Regions from separate parts of the Bos taurus genome. Here region 2 is linked to region 1. Evidence: chromatin contacts called from public Hi-C data. All regions are on one chromosome and are shown on one strand. The core of a region is the stretch at or near the end of the contact, and the rest is flanking DNA. Distances in the headings are between cores, read along the strand shown. Region 1 has its middle 23 kb from the start of GARRE1. Region 2 overlaps GARRE1 (granule associated Rac and RHOG effector 1).

The links. A called contact is a pair of places that touch in the nucleus more often than the background predicts.
Region 2: a Hi-C map of liver shows a contact between it and region 1, with 2.6 times the contacts expected there. The contact joins two enhancer-like sites. A contact is called at or near these places in 2 of 11 Hi-C or Micro-C datasets (4-cell embryo and liver).

Annotation. Positions count from the first base shown.
Region 1 is chr18:44,699,889-44,703,095 of ARS-UCD2.0, forward strand. It overlaps a transcript of GARRE1 not described here. Among named protein-coding and RNA genes, the nearest start is that of GARRE1, 23 kb to the right of the region's middle. Within about 2 kb of position 1,428, at least 5 of the 102 cell types and tissues checked have an H3K27ac peak or open chromatin away from gene starts, as enhancers often do. A contact at or near this core is called in liver, where this site is marked.
Region 2 is chr18:44,760,876-44,764,082 of ARS-UCD2.0, forward strand. It overlaps GARRE1 (granule associated Rac and RHOG effector 1), which reads left to right. Exons shown (of 13, transcript NM_001206284.2): 8 at 2,642-2,767. Among named protein-coding and RNA genes, the nearest start is that of GPI, 22 kb to the right of the region's middle. Within about 2 kb of position 1,631, at least 6 of the 102 cell types and tissues checked have an H3K27ac peak or open chromatin away from gene starts, as enhancers often do. A contact at or near this core is called in liver, where this site is marked.

The DNA.
Region 1 (3,207 bases), core at 178-2,677:
TAGTTCCACTCTGTAGTAAGAGAAATAGTTTCCATATTACAGTTTGATTTACACATTTGTACGTAAGCTTCTTGATAAATACTTGTTTTTCCCCATTGGAGGTTAATTTTGGGTAGGTTCCACAGTGCAAGTTGTTAAGAATGAGTAGCGCTATAGAACTTTATGTTTTCTTAAATGACTTTTTAATGGATACATAAATTTGGAAACTTTGGACTAGACTTAACCAGAGCTGAGTAGATCAAAGCCTTTCCGTGTTCTAACACACTGAAACAAAAACTGAAGGTTTTTAATAGGTCTAGGTTAAAAAAATATATTTTTTAACAAATCGGATTTGAAAAATTACATCAGTATTTTGTAACTTTTAATTTAATGATTTACTTTAAAGTTATCGTCTCTCCTTGATTTATGCTCGAATTTCCATCAGCAGGGTAGTTTGTTGTAATGAATGTCTTCATAGTGCTTGGGTGCATTTTAATTGGTCAAAGACCATTTCAGTTTGTAGATTAAAAACTTTGTTTCCCTGAGTAAACTTTTTCAGATGTTTAGGAGCCAACTTTGTTCACCTTTTGGAAATGTGGGGTAGTTTTTTACAGATAAGCCTCTTAGCAAGACTCTGACTTCCCCTTGCGCACCACCCCCCGCCCCATTTCCTTTTCTTTTGGAGATTTCTGTTCAACAGAGATTTTTTTTTTTTTTTGACTCAGAGCATTTCTCTAATACAATTCAAAAGTTCTAATATTTGTTTGTTTCTTTGGGCCTACCTCGTGGCTCACAGGGACCCGCACCATGGGCAGTGGCAGCAGAGTCCTCACTGCTGGACCGCCAGGGTCCTGGCCTGTTTTGTTTTTAACCTGTGTTATTCTGAAGCTAAATTTCAACTCTGTTGCCTTTGTGGTTAGAAAATTTGTTTTTTCTGCTGTAACTGAAATTATCAGTTATTCGTAGATTACTGAGTATAAAAGCTTTTTGACAATCTGCTAATGCTAACTTGCTTTGTTATTATGGAGGAATGTCGTATTTTGTGATGATAAATTGTTTTAGAGCAGGTGTCAGCACAAGGGGCAGTCAGGTGTCAGCCCGTGGAAGCAGTGTTACGCCATTAGACCAGAATCCCCTTGACACCAGCACTGTTAACCTGTGCATCCTAGGTGCCTAGAGTATTCAGGCACAACTTACAGGGTTGAGCCGTGCTAGAGGACACAGGTGTAGAAGAATCTTTAACTACGACAGATTCTAGCTATGATTAGAAATTTTTAGAATTCTATGAATAGAATTTTTATTTAATAAAGTTTTTTCTGTCTGCTTGAGTTTTCATACCTCAATATGATTTTAATATTTTTTTGTTTTGGCTGCTGCAAGCTGCATATTTAGTAGGGTTTTTTCCTGTCTACTAGTGTTTTCATACCTCAGTATAGGAAAGCTTGGACTGCAGATTTTGTCAACAAGTCAGTTATTTCGTAACTTTTTGTTTTGTTTTGGCTGTACAAAGCTGTATATTTAGTAGGTTGTTTTTCCTGTTTACTTGAGTTTTCATACAGGAAAGCATGGGCTTTAGATTTTGTCAACCAGTCAGTTATTTAGTAACTTTTTGTTTTATTTTGTTTTGGTTTCACCACTGGGCATGCAGTATCTTAGTGCCCCAACCAAGGATCTAGAACCAGTGCTCCCTGCAGTAGAAGCACAGAGCCTTAACCACTGGGCCACCAAGGAAGTCCCTGTCTTAATAGCAGTTTTAGTAGCCACTTCTTGACCAGGAAAAATATAGTTTAATCTTGGCATCCTTAAAAATTTTTTCATTGACTTTTTTTAAAAACTCTGATATAACTGTAATGTTTCAGGAGTTGTCGCACGATTCTTTAAACTAACATGGGTTATATTCCTTGGAAACTTTCTGTATAAACTAGAGCCCAGTTTTGCATGTAATTTTCTTTGGGAGCAGTCTCCCGGGCACAGAAGTAGTCTGGACTTGGTGGACCCCTAAGTGTCACTTCCTTTCCCCTGGTGTTGGCTCTCCATGTCTCCCTTTCCGTTTCCATGTTTTAATGATACCCTCCCTGCTCAGTGATTTGTGTTCAGGAAGCTAGGCAGTGATTACTTTTGTTTCTGCTTTGTGAATTTCCTCCCCCACTTCCTATTTTTACTGAGCAACTACAGGAAGTGAGGCGTCTCCTGGCTGGCAGCTGCTAAGTCCTGATTTTAGGTGGCAGAGAGCAAGGCTTTAGGGCTTAAAAAAAAAAAATTAGTTAATTTATTTATATTTATTTATGCTTATTCTTTGACCATACCACATGGCATGTGGAACTTCCCTGACCAGGAGTTGAAACTGTGTTCCCTGCAGTGGAAGCACGGAGTCTTAACCCCTGGACCATCAGGGAAGTCCAAGGCTTTAGGGCTTTAAAAAAAAAAAAAAAAGCATTTTCTTTATTTTTTTAAGCTTGTTTTTTGGCCGAATCTTGAGGCATGCGGAATCTTAGTTCCCAGACCAGGGATCTAACCTGCATCCCCTGCAGTGGAAGTGCAGAGTCTTGACCACTAGATCACCAGAGAAGTCCCTTAAAGCATGTTCCACCTTTGTCTGCAGGAATCATAGAAACACACTCTTATGATTGGGTGATTGGGTTGAGATGACGACATGTCCTCCTCAGCCTGGGGTTGGGGAAAACTGGGTACTCCTCAACTGGAGGGCAGAGCTTTTGGGAAGTGGTTGAGGGTTTTTTCCAGTAGTAACACTGGGACATAGTAGCCCTGTGGAGAAGCAGCTGTTGTGGGTGGACAGTGTGGCAGGAGCCAAGGGTGAGTGGAAGGGACCTGTTGCAAGTGAGGCTGGAGGGGGTGATTCTGGATTGGGGGCAGGGGGCCTCGATTGGCAGGCTTGCAGTGAAGTGAGGAGTCCCATATGCTCTGGGATCTTTGACAAGGCCTCAGCCTCTACAGTGCTCTCCTTCCTCCCAAGTCCCAGCATTTGATTTCTCAACCAGGTATTTAGCATTTACCTGCCTCTCTTCCAGTGATACCTTAAATGTATCTACTGTGGCTTAACTTCTGGGGGAAGTTTGTATCATCTTCCCAGAAAGAAATAACTTATACATTAGGTACCTGAACATGGAAGGACTTTGTTTAGCAGAGTTGCTCAGTAGCAGTACTGTTGACCTTTTGGGTGGATTATTCTTTGTCTTTAGGTGGACAGGGGGCTGTCCTGGGCATTGC
Region 2 (3,207 bases), core at 381-2,880, 61 kb after region 1:
GGAGATTCTGCTTAAAGTTTTAGAATTTGTTAATATATCAAGTGTGAAAGCACTTGTGAAAGTGTTAAGTCACTCAGTCATTTCCAACTGTTTGTGACCCCAGGAGCCCAGCAGGCTCCTCTGTCCATAGAATTTTTCAGGCAAGAATATTGGAGTGGGTTGCCATTCCCTTCTCCAGGGGATCTTCCTGACCCAGGTATCAAACCCGGTCTCCTGCATCGCAGACAGATTCTTCACCATCTAAATGGTTGGTGATTTACGTCATGTCCCAGAATCTCCCTTCTGTGAGTTTCTCCACAGATTTCTAAATTTGATTATTAGTTAATTTATATTCAGGTCTTCATTCCTATCAAACAGTAGATTTTTTTTTCTGGACTCAGCTTGCAGGATCGTAGCTCCCTAACCAGGGATTGAACTCAGGCCCGCAGTAGTGAGAGTGTGGAGTCCTAACCACTGAACTGGCAAGGAATTCCCCAAGCAGTAGATTAAAAGCTCACATTTTGTAAGAGTTTTGTGTTCCTGAAATTGTTTTCTAATTCAGGTTCTTATTGAAAAATATTAAACTTAACTAGGATTCTCATTTTAAAGAAAACATTTCCAACTCTTGGATAATTGGGTGGATATAAACAGCTAGTACTAAAATGGTTAACACTGCAGTTTACTTCCAGAACTCTCCCTTTATGATTGATTTCCTTTGTAATTCATTGCCCGTCCTTGAAAGACCTCACAAACTGCTCCCTCTGCTGGCTACTTTTGGTAAAAATGGCACAGTTTTCATGTTTTTGTTTCAAGTTACGAAATATGTGCTTGTTGAGAAGAACTCAAAAAGAAGTAATTGCTTTATTCCAACTTAGAGAAAATGAAATTATTAGCAAAACTAGTCAAGAATTTATTATTTGCTTTGCTTTTAGCATAATGAAGTATCTAGATTCTTTTTTCCCCCCAAAAGTAGTATCTTACTTAGGTCCCTGCCCTTAACAGAGCTGGCTTTGTAATGGCGTGGGGGTTGGGCAGGGGACTGTTAATAAGCGTAGGAGTTAAGTTCAAGCACTGGCAAGTGTACAAGGGGAATAAGAGTAGAGTGACATCATCTGTTAGAGAATAACAGGTAGAGATGGCAAGAGGAAGCTATTTTGGATGAGGAGGTCAGTCATGAAGGGTCTCTTTAAGGATGTGACATTTGAGAGGAGCCTGCCACGCAGAGAGCAGATGGGGAAAGCATCGCAGGCAGAAGGAACAGCAAATGCAGAGACCTGAGGAGTGCACTGGTGTGACTGGAGGTATGCTGGGTGGGGGTGAAGACAGGAGTCGTGGAAGCCAGGACTTGCAGGGTCCCTGGGGGACTAGGGTTTTATCTAAGAACAGGTAGAAGGTTTTAAGCCAATCAGGGTAATTTGTCAAAAAGAATAGGTTTAGTTTCTTCAGGGGATTTTACTGATGAGTTCTCAAGACTGATGAATAACATAAAAATACCATTCTGTTGATTTTTAGAAAGAAATTATTAGTATCACCAGAAACCATAGTACTGCTTTCTGCATGACCAGAAAATGCTCGCTTAGTGGGCGGACATGTGACCAGCCAGATCACAAGCAGAAGTTGGCTTGAGAACATAGAGCAAGTATGTCCTGGTGATCAGCGATTCCAGGCTGAGAGAATCTGGTGCGTGGACCTCAGCCAGGTCCACTGGCCAGGATTCTGTCCTAGGAGCCCAGGGTCTCGTCGGGTGCTGGCAGAGCTTGCCTTGTTGCTTGCTTTCTCCAGGGTTTCTGAAACTGGCCAGCTCACACCCTCACATATATTTCTTCTCAAGCCAAAGTCACATTGGGGAGTGCTGCTGCCTCCTTAGGATGGCTTTGGCAAGTGTTATTTAGCTGAAGTGTTATTTAGCCTACTGTTTAGCCCCCGGAACACTCGGTAACAGACAGCATCTTCCTGGTTCTCCCTCTCAGAAAACGCCTCTTGGTGGAGGTGCCCGGGGTGGGCAGTGGGGACCTGAATGCCAGCGGGAAGGCAGCTCTCAAAGGGAGCAGTTGAGGCAAAGGCAACAGCATGAGAGATCCTGAGATGTGAGCAGATCCAACATACTCAGGGCGTATGAGAAGCCTCGTAGTTGGGACACTGTAAATAGAGGAAACAGTGAAGAGGACTGTGTCCAGAGAGGCAGGAGGCCCAGGTCACAGAGTCTGGAGGGCTGAGCTGAGGGGTTTGCATTTTATTTCAGCCACAATAGGATGCCACTGGAGGGTTTTGCACAGGGGAGTGGTGTGTTCAGATTTGTGCTAGAGGAGGCTCACTCTCTTGCTGTGTGGAGGAAAGTCAGGGCTGAAGCTGGTGTAGGACAGTGAAAGGGCGTTAGGACACCTGGAAGGCAGCCCCTGCACTGAACTCTTCTCTTCCTGCTAAACAGATTCTAGACAGTTAGAAATCTGCCGAGACGCCAGGCCCTGTTGTATTTCTTCCCCCTCCTATTGCAGAGCAGCAAGTCCCAGTGTTAGCCCTGTCATCCTCTAAATATTCTTATGATTACTAAATTTTTCTTTGGTGCCAAAAGTTGTGACCTTTTGTATAAGGCCTGATTGAAAATTGGAACCCTGTTGTGGAGAAGGGCAGCCTAGACTCACGCAACTTGGTTGGTGCCTAGGTGCCTGAAAGAAGACCCGGCTACCATGTCCCTGCTGCAGAGAAGCCTAGATCCCGAGAAGACGCTGGGCCTGGTGGACGTGCTCTACACTGCGGTGCTGGACCTCACCCGCTGGAGGGCAGGGAGGTGGGTGTCCCTGCCGAGGAGCAGTGTGACCACTTACAGGGTCATGTGAGCTCATGTCACTCATAGTATGTGAGTAAATAAGGCATGAAGGGGAACTTTGGGGCAACTTGTTATTTGGGAATACTTTCAAACTTATATAAAAGTTGCAGGAAGAGAACAGAGAATTGCCCTTTATTTACCCAGACTCCCCAGTTTGTGAACACTTTTGCCTTCATTTGTTATATCATTTCAGAGTTAAGTCCATCAAGAGCATTTTAACCAAGCTCACATTCTCCCTATGAACTCAGAGCAGAAAGGTGTTTAGAAAATTTACTTATATCTTGCATGAAATTTATTTATATCTGAAAGTACTGACAGTTGCAAGATTATCTATTTGTGAATAAACTTTAGAACTGGTAGAGACCTTGAACATTTAGCCACAGGCCCTCTGCATGTCTTCA